2 separate regions of the Rattus norvegicus genome follow, and region 2 is linked to region 1. The links are chromatin contacts, called in public Hi-C maps. All regions are on one chromosome and are shown on one strand. Each heading gives the region's core, a stretch centred on a gene start, on an enhancer-like site or on the middle of the called end of the contact. The rest is flanking DNA. Distances are from core to core; before and after follow the strand shown.

Region 1 (6,695 bases), core at 1,214-3,713:
TGGCAGGCAGGCTGGCTTGAGCATACTGAGGGGGCTCCAGTTTCCAGAGGACAGTTGGGAGCCATCTACTGGAGGCAACAGGGTGTCTGCTGCTGTCAGACAGCAGGTCAACAAGCCAGCAGGCCCACACCCACACCTCCCATTTTTAAAAGCATTATCTCATCTCTGTGCAGTGCACCAAACCAAGGGTTAGTAAGTCTGGATTCCTGCCAGAACAAGGATCCCCCCTCCCCTTTGGCTACTACTATATTCTGGATTTGGCATGTTTCTTGGTAATTTAACTTTTTTTCTAGGAAGCGTATTAAGAGGGAGAAAATAAGCTGTTTCTTGAATAAACCCATAGAAATGACAAGAAACTTGGTCAGTGCTGACCAACAGTAGGACCCTTACAGAAGCAATCAGCTGACTCCAGGAGAGCACTCCTGGCTTATGTTGTCAAGGTAGACACCTCAGAGCCGAAAGGCATCTAGGATAGAGAGGAGAAGAACCCTCTCTTCCCTACTCACACTAGGGAACCAAACTGAACACACCCAACCCATTGTGCGGCTGAAAAGAACTTGGGCCCTAGTCTGCACACCCAGATTCCACCTGCTCCCCCACAGGTCAGGACTACGCTCTAGGCTGAGCAAAAACCAGACAGCACGAACTAGTGGAGAAAGTCACTGACTGCTGAGAGGAAAAGCCAAGAGGAATCTGGGTGGGGGCACTCAGGGGAGAAGGGAGAAAACTTTCCCAGCCCTCCAGCAATCCAAAAAAGGACGCTTCCAAGCAACCCTTAAAGCCAGGGGTTCTGCCCCAGGGACAGGAAAGGGTGGGTGTCCTCGGGTTCTAGGAAACCTCCAAGAGGGGTGACCGCAGGTCACACAAACACCCTGGGGCTGCCAAGTGGACTGACCTGACCACCACAGCCACCTCCCAGATTTCCCCCTAGGCTGGCCTGACCCACCAGCAGTGCCTCTCCAACCACGGTTTTCTCTCCTGCCAGGTCGCCACCCCTCCCCCTCCTCGTCACAACACACTTGCAGAGTAGAATCCCTCACTCAAGACCCAGTGGAAAATTTCCTTCTCCTTTATGACTAAACTTAAAACACACACACTCCATTCTTTACTGAATCCACACTGGCCAAGTGCGGCCTCGTGTCCCCCGCCCCTGCCCAGCAAACACACAGCAGGGACATTGGACCCGAGAGCTTTAAGAGCTGGAGAACAGAGTTTCCAGCTTCTGCTCCTCCTGGGGCCCTCCAAACACTAATTCCTCCAACACTCCTCAGGCACTCCGGACTGTGGGTTCCACTTCTTATCAAGTCTCTCTAACCAGCACAGTCTCTTTGAGCCCATCACCTCAAGTGATGAGACCTTGGGCATCTTTGCTCTTTGGGTGACAAATCTGCTTTCTCCTTAAGCTCTCCCTCCTCACATACATTCAGGGAAAGAAAAAAAACTTCCTGTGAATTTTCACAGCTGTATGGTAAGTGATTCCCCCACAGTCACCTCAGGCCAACTATCAACAGTACTCCCAGGGAGGAGGGCAACCCCACAGTTTTCTTCTCTCTTTTTTTTTTTTTCATCTCCCCCTCCCCCAGTTCCAGCCACCCAAACTTGGCATTGGCAGGCCAGAAGCTCCATTAGCACTTGCTGGGAGAGCCTGCAGCTAGGCTGGGTTGGATCTCAAGGAAAAGAACGAAGTTCAAGGGCGCAGGAGATAAGCAATCTCTAAACGCTAGTTTTCTCTCGCAACTCCACCCGCACAATCGAGCAACTTGAAAAGCGTACTCGAGGTCCCAGAACTTCAGTTGGAGTTCCAACTTTTCAGAACCTTCTCTCACCCTCCTCCTCCAACTCTTTTTCCTTTCAAGCCAATGGAGAAAATTTCTAGATGTCAAGCAGGGACCTAGTTCACGCCCGCCCGCCCGCCAGAGACCATCACTAGGCCACCGGTTGGGTTCCGTCTGCAAGGCATTTCTGTACATAGAGTCCCCGCCCAGGGAAACTGAGTCTCCCGCTGCGGCGTGCAACTTGCTCCGGGGCCTCCCAGAGCGCTTACCGATGTCGGAGTTGCAGAAGGCATCCTGGGGATGGCTGGGCGAGCATGTGCACGCTTCCGTTCCCCAGTGCCCAAGGCTCCAGCAGCTCAGGAGCAGGACAAGCCCAAGCCAGGGAGTCATGGTAGCTGCTGTGGTCCGCTGCGGGGACTGCCGCTCTTTTCCTCAAAGTTGCCGAGCGCTAGCGCCGGTGCTGCAGTCCGAGCTCACTCGCCGGGTTTAACCGTGCACTGTGCACGGTGGGCAACTTTGAGCTCCGGGGAAGTGCCTTCCAAGTAGCCCGGCGGGATGTGACCAAGTGGCCAAGGGTGTCTGGCGCACGAGTCCGCGGAGCCAGTGAGTGGCCTCCGGGAGAAGGATCGGGAAGCGGAGAAGCAAGAGAAGAAGCTCCTTGGCGCTGGCGGCTGCCCGCTGCCCACTGTGAGCAAGAGTCCAGGGCTGCAGAGTGATATAGGGGCGCGAGGGGACCCAGCCCCTCGGGAGCGCGGGGTCCGCCCCCTCTGACCAATGGCAGCGCCGCATTACCTCATCGGCCCTCCAAAAAGGGGGCGGGGCCGGGGGGCGCGGGGCGACAGGGCGGAGCCGGCCCGGACCGTTCAGATCCTTTTAGGGAATAATGCAGTTGTGGGCACGCGAGTGGGTGGGCTGGGCGCGTCCTGGGCCAGTATGCGCTGCAGCGGCGTCCCACGGCCCCTTCACCCTACGCCCACCGGCCCTCTTTGCGCTTTCGACCCAAACAAGGATCCAATCCCAGCCACCCAGCCTGCCTGCACAACCCTTTCAAGGGCCCTAGGTGGCCCGCGCCCTGAAGTCTTGATCAGGCCTCCTGAAAAAGTCAAGAGGGAAGCCTCAAAGAAAATTTCCCCTTCTTATCTTTCCTAGAGAGAGAGAGAGAGCAGGGAGTAAGAGGAAACCCTTGAGCAGATGGCATCCGTTTTACCCACCTCCCCACCCCCAACACATACACCTCTGCCTTTGTGGGACCGCTATGGTAATTGTCACTGGGGGTAAATTTATCTGTGGAATTATTCAACAAACACTGTTCTGGACGCCAAGCAAGCCCTTGCAATCAGGATGACTGTGCTAGTACGATGAGGAAACTAGAATAGTTGTAGACCTAGGTTAGAATGACTAAGAGGGTGTTGCTTTCTGTGGGACAGTAAAAGGAGTGACATCATGCAAGAACATCAAGTGCAAAGGCCTGGGTCTTCTTTGAAGGACAGAATATAGGGGAAAAGGGGGAGTAGGATAGCTGGTCTCACTGGTGACAGACAGCAATTCCTCCTTCAGTAAGGAACTTCCTGAGGTAAGGCAGTCCAAAAGTGAAGTAGATCCAGATCCAAGATCAGAGACGACTAACAGTAAAATTAGGAATGTTATCAACCAAGCCATTTTAAGTAACATCTTCACGGGTTGGGGGGGGGATGGGAGTGGGCGAGGGCATGGGTGTGTACTCACACTTTGTTCTACCTTTTTGAGACACAGTCTTGCTGACACAGCCCAGGCTGACCTTGAACTCAAGATCATCCTGTGTCAGGCTTCTAAGGGAGTTAGAGATGTGCAGCACCACACCTGGCCTATGCTATCTGTTTTGAAAAGCAGGATTCCATACTCCATCTCCCTATGCTATCTGTTTTGAAAAGCAGGATTCCATACTCCATCTCGTATTTGCAGATTCCTTCTAGTTAGGGAAAGCTAGGACAGGTGTCCTGTGTACCTTCCAGCTGAAGAAACAGGCCCAGGAAGGGGATGCTCCCACCATCCTTGCAGCTGCCTCTAACCAACATTACTTTTATAATAATCTCTCTCCCCTCTCTGCCACCTTACACCTCAGCTGATTTCAAAGGAGACCTGTATTTTAGCTGCAGAATGCTGAAAACTTGTAAAAATTAGGAAAATCCAAGGGAACCCCTTAGATTATCCCCAAGAGAGAGACTCTCTAATGCAGAAGCAGAGAGCAACATGGTAACATTATTTCTGACTGCACTGCCCTTGTTTAGATTGTTTTGTGTCTTTTGTTTCTGTTGGTACCGCTGTTATTTTGAGACAGATCTCATTATGTAGTCCAGGCTGACCTTGAACTCTCAATCCCCCTGCCTCAGCCTGCCAAATGCTTCCAAGAATCTCCCACCCAAGTATTCTAGCTATACAAAAGAGAGCCTAGCTCCCACATCTTTCTGTCTTGTCCCGCTAGGCTTTGAGGCCCCTCCCCTCCTTAATTCTGTTCCAGGGTACCTTGATCTCCTCACTGCATTTCTAGCCCCATCTCCTGGAATATGGTTATATTGTTTCTTTCCTGACACGCTGAAGCCTCAGATGAGGCCAGTACTACTTTTTTAGCCTTAGGAAAGTCCCAAGAAACTTGAGTGTGGATAATACCCCGGCAGTCACTTGAGGTTGGAGCCATGGGCACGATGGGGCCACGCTGAGGAACTAGGTTGAATGAGGACATAGTTGGTGGAATTTGAGAGATTCGCTGAACCTTGCACCGTGCCAGTCATGTGGAAGACTTTAGAAGGGTTTGCAGACAAATCCCCTTGGGTTAAATATCTTACAGGCTACAGGCCTCTCTCTGCTTTCCTATTGAGAGACCATTTTGTCCAAAGTGCCATTTGTTTTTCCTCCAAGAGAGAGCCTTTCTGGAATGCAAGACAAGTGCCAGGCAGCTACTTTCTGTTACGTGTCACAGAGCCGATTCCTCAGAGAGGACATCTGAAGTGTGTCTAGTTCTGGCATCTACTTCCTTATGAAAACTCTGGGTGTCTTCTGATTATTTTCTTTCCTCAAAGGTGCTAGTTTAGGTTTATTTCCCCCCTTGATTCTCCCATGTTGGCTTGCCCAGAATTTGAGGGCTTCAGGGAACACACAGCATTCTGGCCAGGAGTCTTCTCTTCTGCCTAGGCCGAGATGCTCTTCTCTGCTCACCTCTGCAAGATCAACTTAGTCCTGACCCAAGAAAGAGAAGACAGTGCTCCTTGAGTCCTCATGTAGGTCCCTCCAGCAGGTAGACCTTACAGCCATCCATCTGGACATTAGGTTGTCCACTGGACTAATACGTAAGGGTTGCTTCTGCTAGTCCACTTAGTGAGCGAGATTGAGTGGCCCTGGAGCTTGGGTAAGAATGAGGATGCTAGCTTTGCTGTTCTCTTCTGATAACTGAGAACAATGGCAAATTTATAGAACTGGGGCAAGCTGAAGAGGCTTCGGCCAACACCGGGCTTGTCCTCAAACATACACGGCTCACCTAGTCCCTCTGATGCAACTTTTCTAGGGAAGGTCAGAGTTTGTTCACTTACTATGTATCGAATTTCAGAGGGTAGATCTGCAGGGAGGTATTTACTTAGGCATCTCAAGAAGATACAAAGTTGCTCTAAGACTGTTGGTGTTCATACTCAGCAGGAGAAAAATAAGGTTCAGAAGAAAGAACCGGCACAGTGTCCCACACTCGCTAGAGGCAAAGCAGAGTTCATGTTGTGAACCCTGGTTCCTTAGCTTCCATCTGCCTCACATCCGCAGGCCTAAGTCTTCCAGGCCACGGCATATAATAAATGTAGTTCCACGTTCCATAGCTGGCCCACAGAGACCTATGTGCATTGCCTAACAGTTCTTGGCTACACTAATAGATCCTCTGAGCTGACCAGCATTTTATAGTTCCGTGTAACTCAGAGGTTATCGCCTGTGTTTCCCTTTCTACCTTATTATTCAATCCCTTTTGAAAACATGCCAAGCGTGTCTTACAAATACATGTGTGAATACCTCCTTTCTGGAGAGGAAAAAAGCAGGCTAGCATGGAAAAGAAACATATCCAGACCTGAGACCTGTGACAGACATGGCTGCCGAATAGTCATGCTTCTAACCCAGTGGACAAGTCACCTCATGCATCAGCCTCCATGTTTATTGGATAAAAGATTAAACTTTATGATTCCCAGCAAGGTGCCCCTTGGTGGTGGTGGTGGTGGTGGTGGTGGTGGTGGTGGTGGTGGTGGTGGTGGTGGTGGTGGTGGTATCTACTATTCCACGGGAAATTCTCAAAAGTGTGGTGAATGGCGGTGAAGAAGATAAATTTCACTGTGTGAGCAGGTTTGACACCAAACCAGCATGCCCATCCACCCCACTCTCAGCATTTCCTACACTCCCACCCTACTCCGTCTTCCTAGACACAAGGCTAAAAACAAAAGATGCCAGGGCAGTCTGATAAAGGCCCAGGAGAGACTTGGGGTCTTGTTTCTGGTGGAGCCTCTTGGAGTTACCAATCCACCTTTCCGTTTTCTTTAGGATTGGAAGCATTAAAGGGTCCAGAGCTGTCTTTTGTGTTCAAAACTTAATGGACTCTTGCGCCCCGTTCCGATCTCCGCTTAGATGTTACCTCCTTAGCGCGACCTTTTTCCAAGCCCTTCCAGCGGATTCCCCACAGCGCCCGCTTGTGTTCTTGTTTACATGTAGCTGCCTCTGCTATGGCTGCTCTTCTGCTTGTTTCCCTCCTGAAGTATAAGCCCCTTGAGGATAGAGCATTGGCAACAACGTTCAGTTCATCGATGACTGTAGGGACCCAGAAGTCCACACTAGTCTCCCTGATCAATGTTGCGTTTGAAAGGCAGCCACTCCTCAGAGGGACTCATCGAGTCTATCCTTCTGCCTAATGCTAGGGGGCGC
Region 2 (6,695 bases), core at 2,471-4,970, 120 kb after region 1:
CATCCCATGAGCCAAAGCAGTTGAGGTTGGAAAGGAGGTGAGGAGAGAGGAAAGACACGCCTTTAGTGAGCACCCATTCCAATCCTCGGTCACGCGAAGAGGAAAGTTACTACGCAGACATTAAAGCTTGACTTGAGAGAGATGCATCAATTCTCTGAAGGTCACAAAACAAGCAAATAGCAGCTAACATTTGACCTGAGCTACTGAACACTGAACCCATCTGTAAGCCTTCTTCCCACCTCTGAATCTGCCCCGACACACACACACACACACACACACACACACACACACACACACACACACACACACACACTTTACTTCCTTCATCTCCCAACTATATGCCATCCACCAAAGCATGAGCAACGTAAAATCCTCCATCAGTACCTTCCTCCTCCTTCGGGTACCTGATCATCCCATATCTTCCCCTGGTACTGACCGTATCTCTGTTTGAAAATAGGAACCTAGAATTTTCTTGTTTGTTTTTTTTAATTCCTTACCCCCATGCTTTCTTTTTATCTCGTATGTGTGCTTTTCATGCTCAGTTCTGATGTTTGCTTTTAATTGGAAATCATGATCAAGCTTTATCAGATAACATGGCGAGGATTCCTTGTGTGACACTTGGCATTGCTATAGAGCCTAAGGGAATCCTGCGTGCGTGGCTGCGTGCGTGCCTGCGTGCGTGCCTGCGTGCGTGGCTGCGTGCGTGCCTGCGTGCGTGCCTGCGTGCGTGCCTGCGTGCGTGCCTGCGTGCGTGCCTGCGTGCGTGCCTGCGTGCGTGCCTGCGTGCGTGCCTGCGTGCGTGCCTGCGTGCGTGCCTGCGTGCGTACCTGCATGGAAGGTGCAGAGCGTGGAGAAAAGAAAAGCAATCCCTACTGTTGGGTCGCTTCTGAAGATGAAGTTCTTTGTCCATCATGGAGTTTAAAGTGAAAATGTAAAAAATCATATTTCGATGCCATCTAAACTGGGAGGAACTCCACCTTAGTGGAAACAACAGGGTGCCAAGGCACAAAGGACAGGATTCTGGGGTGCTTTGCTCTGATTTCCTTTCCTCCCTGCTAATAACTAGGGTGTGACTCTAAGGAAGTCTCTCCTCCCTCGCGGACTTGTTTCTCAAATGCGAAATGAGGGGTTTTTGACAAGAAAGTCTCTGATGTAACTTCCTGCTCTGAGGTTCTGTCCATGTGCAATAGATTTTTATGGTATGAATGCCGTCAGCCAGAGACTCTGCTTCTCAGACTTGAGTGGTTTTTCCCTCCACCCACTCGACAAGCACGGCCTTTAGTCAAACCAGATTTGGGTATAAATTTCATTTACTTCTTGTTTGCACTGACAATTGCATAATGCCTCAGAACTAAGTTCCCATGTTGTGGGATAATTCAAGCGTAACAATTGGTCACTTGCCGGGAAGGTGCTCACACTCTGGGCTCAAACCTGTAGAAGGGCTGAAGCATGTATGGGCCATGGGACCAAGAATGGGCGTCTCCATGCGTGACGTCATAACTTGTAGGGATCTATAAAGTACCTGAGCTCTGACAAGGTCTATCCCCAAGTTGTGTGGCACTCCGATTCTCTCTTCTGCATTGAGTTTGTATAGAAGGAGGAGGTAGATACCAGAGGTCAGTTACCAAACAGACCCAACCGAATCCTCTTGATGATTGCGTGTGTACAAGATCACGTCCCCCTGTCATTATACAGAAGAGTCAAGATTCCAACCAGTTGTCTGGAATTTCAGTGTATGTGCATCAATTCTTAACAATGTCTCGGACTACTGCAGTAAACCATGCAGTCTGCTGAGCTGTATCCCCACTTCAGCACTAGGAACTCTTAGGGTAATTCTTGTGTTCCAGTGGTCATTCATTGGATGTCTAGAAAGGCCCCTGTTCTCATTCCAAGATAAGACAGTAGCCATTCCTTAGGAGCACCTCAAGACACTGACAAGTGTCATAGGTGAATGGCATTGACAGAATCCAGCCAGAACAGGCTGTGGTATCTCCAGCACCTTCAGAGGACATATTATGAGGAGCAGAAGTAATATCTCTTAGGCAGTGACCGTCCTCGCTCAAAGCCTTTTCCTCCAGCCACCCAAGAAGCTCCCATAATGAGCTGACCTTGGAGGGGCTGAGATGAAGAAGCCAGCTCCACCCAGTCTTTCAGTCCTCACTACTGGACAGAAGCTGAAATGGCAACGGTGGGTGATAAGGACCATAGGATGGTGATCTGGTGTCACCTGGGGACTTCCGGACCTCTTAGGATCCAAAGAAAAACTTTCTGATCTTTTCAGGTGTTTGGTAATTATCAGTTGCCTCTGCTCCTCTTGAATCCTCTGCCATTGGATCATTTGTTCCCATGGTTACTAACCCTGCATCTCACTGTTTGCAGGTGCACCTGCTTCTCATGCCCCCATCAGAAAGGGGCTCTTCTACCAAAGGTGATGTGTTTTACCCATTCAGTACCTCTAGGGAGATGCTGGGAAGGGAGTCTCACTTCGGGATGCAGTCATCTTGTTGGCCTTTCCTGTTTTCTTATCTTCAACTCCCTTGATGTTGGCCATGGCCCTGGTTTCTTTTCCCTGGACACCCACAAAGGCTTGGATGACTCTAAGTCTTCGGGAATTCACCTTTTAGTTCCGTCATGAACCAAAGCATCTTCCCCACTAAGGCTTCCCTTCCTAAGCAGGGCCACTGAGGAGCTTCTGTAAGGGAATCATGTAAGATGTGTACCAGTAAAACAATATGCAGTGCTCTGGTTTAAATATAGGTGGAGCACCCTCAGGGACTCCCGTGTTGAAATTTCATCCCCACTGACAGTGGTTTTGAGAGTAGAAACTTAATCGATTTTGGTAAGAGATAAGGCCTTTGGGAAGAGATTGGGCTTAGATAAAGTTATCATGATGTAAGAACAAAGCCAGATAGATAAATAAATATGCCTGTCTCTTGACATACAGTGTCCTGTAGCACCTCAGGGTACATCTAGCAAGAAGACTATCACCACATGCAGCCCCTTACTCTTGGTCCAGAATTTGAGGCAAAAATGAACCTGTTTTCTTTAGAAAGGGTTTCATTGTAGCAGCATAAATCAAACTAGAATGCTTAATACTATGGTGATATTTTAGCCTCTCGTAAGTATTTGGCAATGACCTCTGTGTTTGATATACATTATCTCATGTAATAATAAATCCCAGTCAGCCCAATGATCCTCATTAAAACATACAGCACAGTGATCTGGAACATTCTGAGTCAGTCATAGCTTACACCTTTCTATGCTCCTCCGTTTCCTCCGTCATCGGCATAACAGATATCACAAGTATAGCTACCTTTGAAGTCGTGGTGAGAATCGAGTCAATAAAGACGGGTGGTGTTTAAAAGGGTGTCTGCCCTCTTAGTATTGTTCAGTAAGTGATGCTCTAAGCCTCGTGAAATCAAAGCCCACTGAGCAAGAGCCCCTTTCTCAATCATGTCTGCCTTCCCTCCTGACTTCAGCTACCAATCCCTCATTCCCACAGAGTTCAGTGAGACACTTGGGAAAATATTTTTTCCAAAATAAATTTCAAGCTATTATTTTTCTCAAACCACCCGATTCTGTAGCCCATCCCTGTCTACTAACGTTACCGCCCTGTCCCTATTTAGACTGAGGTTTTATAGCTGACCAGGGTTCTCACCAGGGCTTCCCTGTCCCGCCATCTCCAGCATGAGTCACCCTGTGATGTCACTGCCTTGCATTTGTCATGGTGGCTGCTGTGGTCTCAGAGATGACTATGGATGAGACTGGCTCTGAGCCCAGATGGGACTTGTTCTCATTGTGCATTGCTCCGTTCCTCCCTGGTAGAGCGGAGTCATAACAGGGCTACCTCCACAGTCTGATGCTTCCTTTCCGTATCACTATATCAGAGAGGCTGCTCTTAGCCTCCTCATTAGTAAAGAGGAAGATTTACAGATTCTCTTAGGTAGGATTTCTCTTGCTGTTGAAACACCATGACCAAAAAGCGAGTTGGGGAGGAAGGGGTTTATTTTGGCTTATACTTCCGTATCACTGATCATCACCAAAGGATGTCAGGACAGGAACTCAGACATGGCAGAAAGCTGGAGGCAGGAGCTGACACAGAGGCCATGGAGGGGTGCTGCTTGCCGGCTTGCTCCCCATAGCTTGCCCAGCTTGCTTTCTTATAGAACCCAGGACCACCAGCTCAGGGCTGGTACCAGCCTCAATGGGCCAAGCCTCCCACATCAATCACTAATTAAGAAAATGATATACAGGCTTGCCTATAACCCAGCCTTATGAAAGCATTCCCTCCTCTCTGATGACTCTAGCTTGTGTCAAACTGACACAAAACTAGCCAGTACAGGGATTAAATTGGACAGCACCAAAATGCCTACACACAGCACAGAGTAGGGAGCACTAGCATCTATGGTCATGAACATGACATAACACACCAGCCCCAAATTCAGCAGTGTGTGTGTGTGTGTGTGTGTGTGTGTGTGTGTGTGTGTGCCTTCATGCACACATGTGTGCATGAATGGGTATGTGTAACCAGAGGTGTTACTCTCAAAAGTGCTATCTACCTTCTTTGAGTCTGAGACTCTCATTGACCTTGACCAGTTAGTCGTGGCTGGCTGGCCAGTGAGCTCCAGTGACCCTACTGTCTCCACTCTCCTCGAGTTTGTATTACAAGTATGTGTCAACACACCTGGATTTTCACATGAGTTCCACAGATGAAACTAAAGCAAGCACTTTATTTTTTGCTCCCATGGATTAGACAGCACTTGGTAGATTTATGCTTGGCTCCAAGTGGACCAGTAGCTCATCAAGACATGCTCTCAGCATGACAATGGCAGAAGTACAAGAAGACAGTTCCCACATGCACAAGCACACTTTAAACCACTATTCCCATCTCACTGGTTCAAGCAAAGGACATAGACAAGCCCCAAATTAAGACAAAGGTTCTACACTCCAAGTAAAGAGATGGCAAAGTGTCTGTTTGAATAAATGCCCAAGATTCCATGCAGTATAAAGGAAAAAGATCTGTTGAGGTCATAGGTCAAGAGGTCTGAGAGCATGCATGGCTTCTGTGAAGGGTCAAGTGGCAGAGGGCACCGTGGGATAGACGCTCACGAGAGGTCATGAGGCAAAACGCAAAGCTGGAGAGCAAGCTTAGAAAACCAAAGTTGCTTAATGCCAACCCTAGACAACACCCAGGTGTCTAATCAGCTCTGAGGCCTGATCTCCCGAAGGTTCCACCACCCCCTCTCAATTCCATCAGATTTAGTACACGCTTCCAAAGTAAGGGAGAGGGGTACAACTATTTCCCAAGCATAGCAGTAACACTGCAGACGGTATGGATGCAGAGAGGTGTGAAGAAGTAGGAGCAGTGATGTTAATCTAGTGCTGTTTCCCTGTTTCTAACTCTCCTTCATATACGTGGACCTCTCTGTTTCACATCATGCCCACCTACACACACATACCCCAAGGAGAGAATGTACAATCGGTGCATTGGCATCCGTGACCAAAAACTTGTATAGGACCTTGGGCTTAAAAGGATGTCTTGATGGGAACCCCAAAGGTCACACTTGCTCACCTTAGTGTGTACAACATACTCTGAACTCGCTCCTTCTCTGTATATAAGGAACCAACTAATCCTTTCAGCCACCCCTACAGTTAGGTACGTTCTCCCCTGAAAACTGAGGAAAATGAGGCTTTGTGATGTCCAGACGCCCAGGATGTACAGGTAATACATAAAGAGCGTTTCACTGAGCCTCAGTGTGTTACTGCAGTGCTGTGTTCCATTCATCAAACCAAGAAGGAGAGAACCAGAACTCAGGCCAGGCTGTGTCCAATATCCAATACGGTGCTTACAACTTTCAACCTTATTTATATCTGTTCTATGAGACATCTATTGGTCGTTCTTTAACTTTTCCACTTTAGGTTGAACAAATGCTTTTTAGAACAAAGCTGCATGCAAAGGAGGGCCATAAGTGGGGAGCAATAGCTCATGCCACAACAAACAGAGCAGCCAAGAAAAAGATCTACAGGCACAGGGATGTAGTTCAGTTATCAGAGGCTCGTCCGCCATTCACAAAGTCTTGGATCGAGCCCCAGCTGCACAAGAACCTGGGCCACTAATCTCGGCATTCCAGAGGTAGAGGCAGGAGCATCAAAAGGCTACACAGCAATTTCCAATCCAACTTGACATCCCGGGGACCCTGCTTCAAAAAATGATTTACAAAAATAAAGCAGTCTTATCAATTATCAAGTTCAAACTGAATATTCTTGCTTGCTATAGCTCTAAGCTCCCAGAGAAAGTTAGATGTTTGCAAGCACAGGGGATGTTGCAGAGTTGAACTAGTTCTAAACGCAGACAATTTCTGATGGCTTCTCAAGGTTAGGAGGTTGCTTGTAAAGAGAAGAATTTCCTGCCACGTGGTTCAATGTATTAATATATCCAGGTTTCAGCAAAACCCACTGGAGGGACCGCCAGAAATCCTGGCTCTTATTTCATATGTCGGTGGCTTTGGAGGAAGAACCCAAAGTGGTTCTGAGGAAAGACCCCAGGAACCTTCTGGAAACTCTTCAGTCCCTCCTTGGATTGAGTCTTTAGAGGCCACTGAAGATCAGTCTGTGTGACCAAGGGTTATGGCCAGTTTTATCATGACTAAAAGATTTAAACCCAAAACACTGCTGTAGTTCCGACCCTTCCATTA

The links. A called contact is a pair of places that touch in the nucleus more often than the background predicts.
Region 2: a contact with region 1 is called in a Hi-C map of Schwann cells, with 5 times the contacts expected there. The contact joins the enhancer-like site here to the promoter of Timp3 in region 1. A contact is called at or near these places in 10 of 12 Hi-C or Micro-C datasets (the A7r5 cell line, Schwann cells, frontal cortex and 5 more).

What each region holds. Positions count from the first base shown.
Region 1 is chr7:19,457,095-19,463,789 of GRCr8, forward strand. Timp3 (TIMP metallopeptidase inhibitor 3) reads right to left here and starts at 2,464. Exons shown (of 5, transcript NM_012886.3): 1 at 2,045-2,464. The coding sequence starts at 2,165. All of the region lies in intron 6 of Syn3 (synapsin III), which reads left to right.
Region 2 is chr7:19,575,766-19,582,460 of GRCr8, forward strand. All of the region lies in intron 6 of Syn3 (synapsin III), which reads left to right. Among named protein-coding and RNA genes, the nearest start is that of Timp3, 120 kb to the left of the region's middle. Within about 2 kb of position 3,721, at least 6 of the 93 cell types and tissues checked have an H3K27ac peak or open chromatin away from gene starts, as enhancers often do. A contact at or near this core is called in Schwann cells, where this site is marked.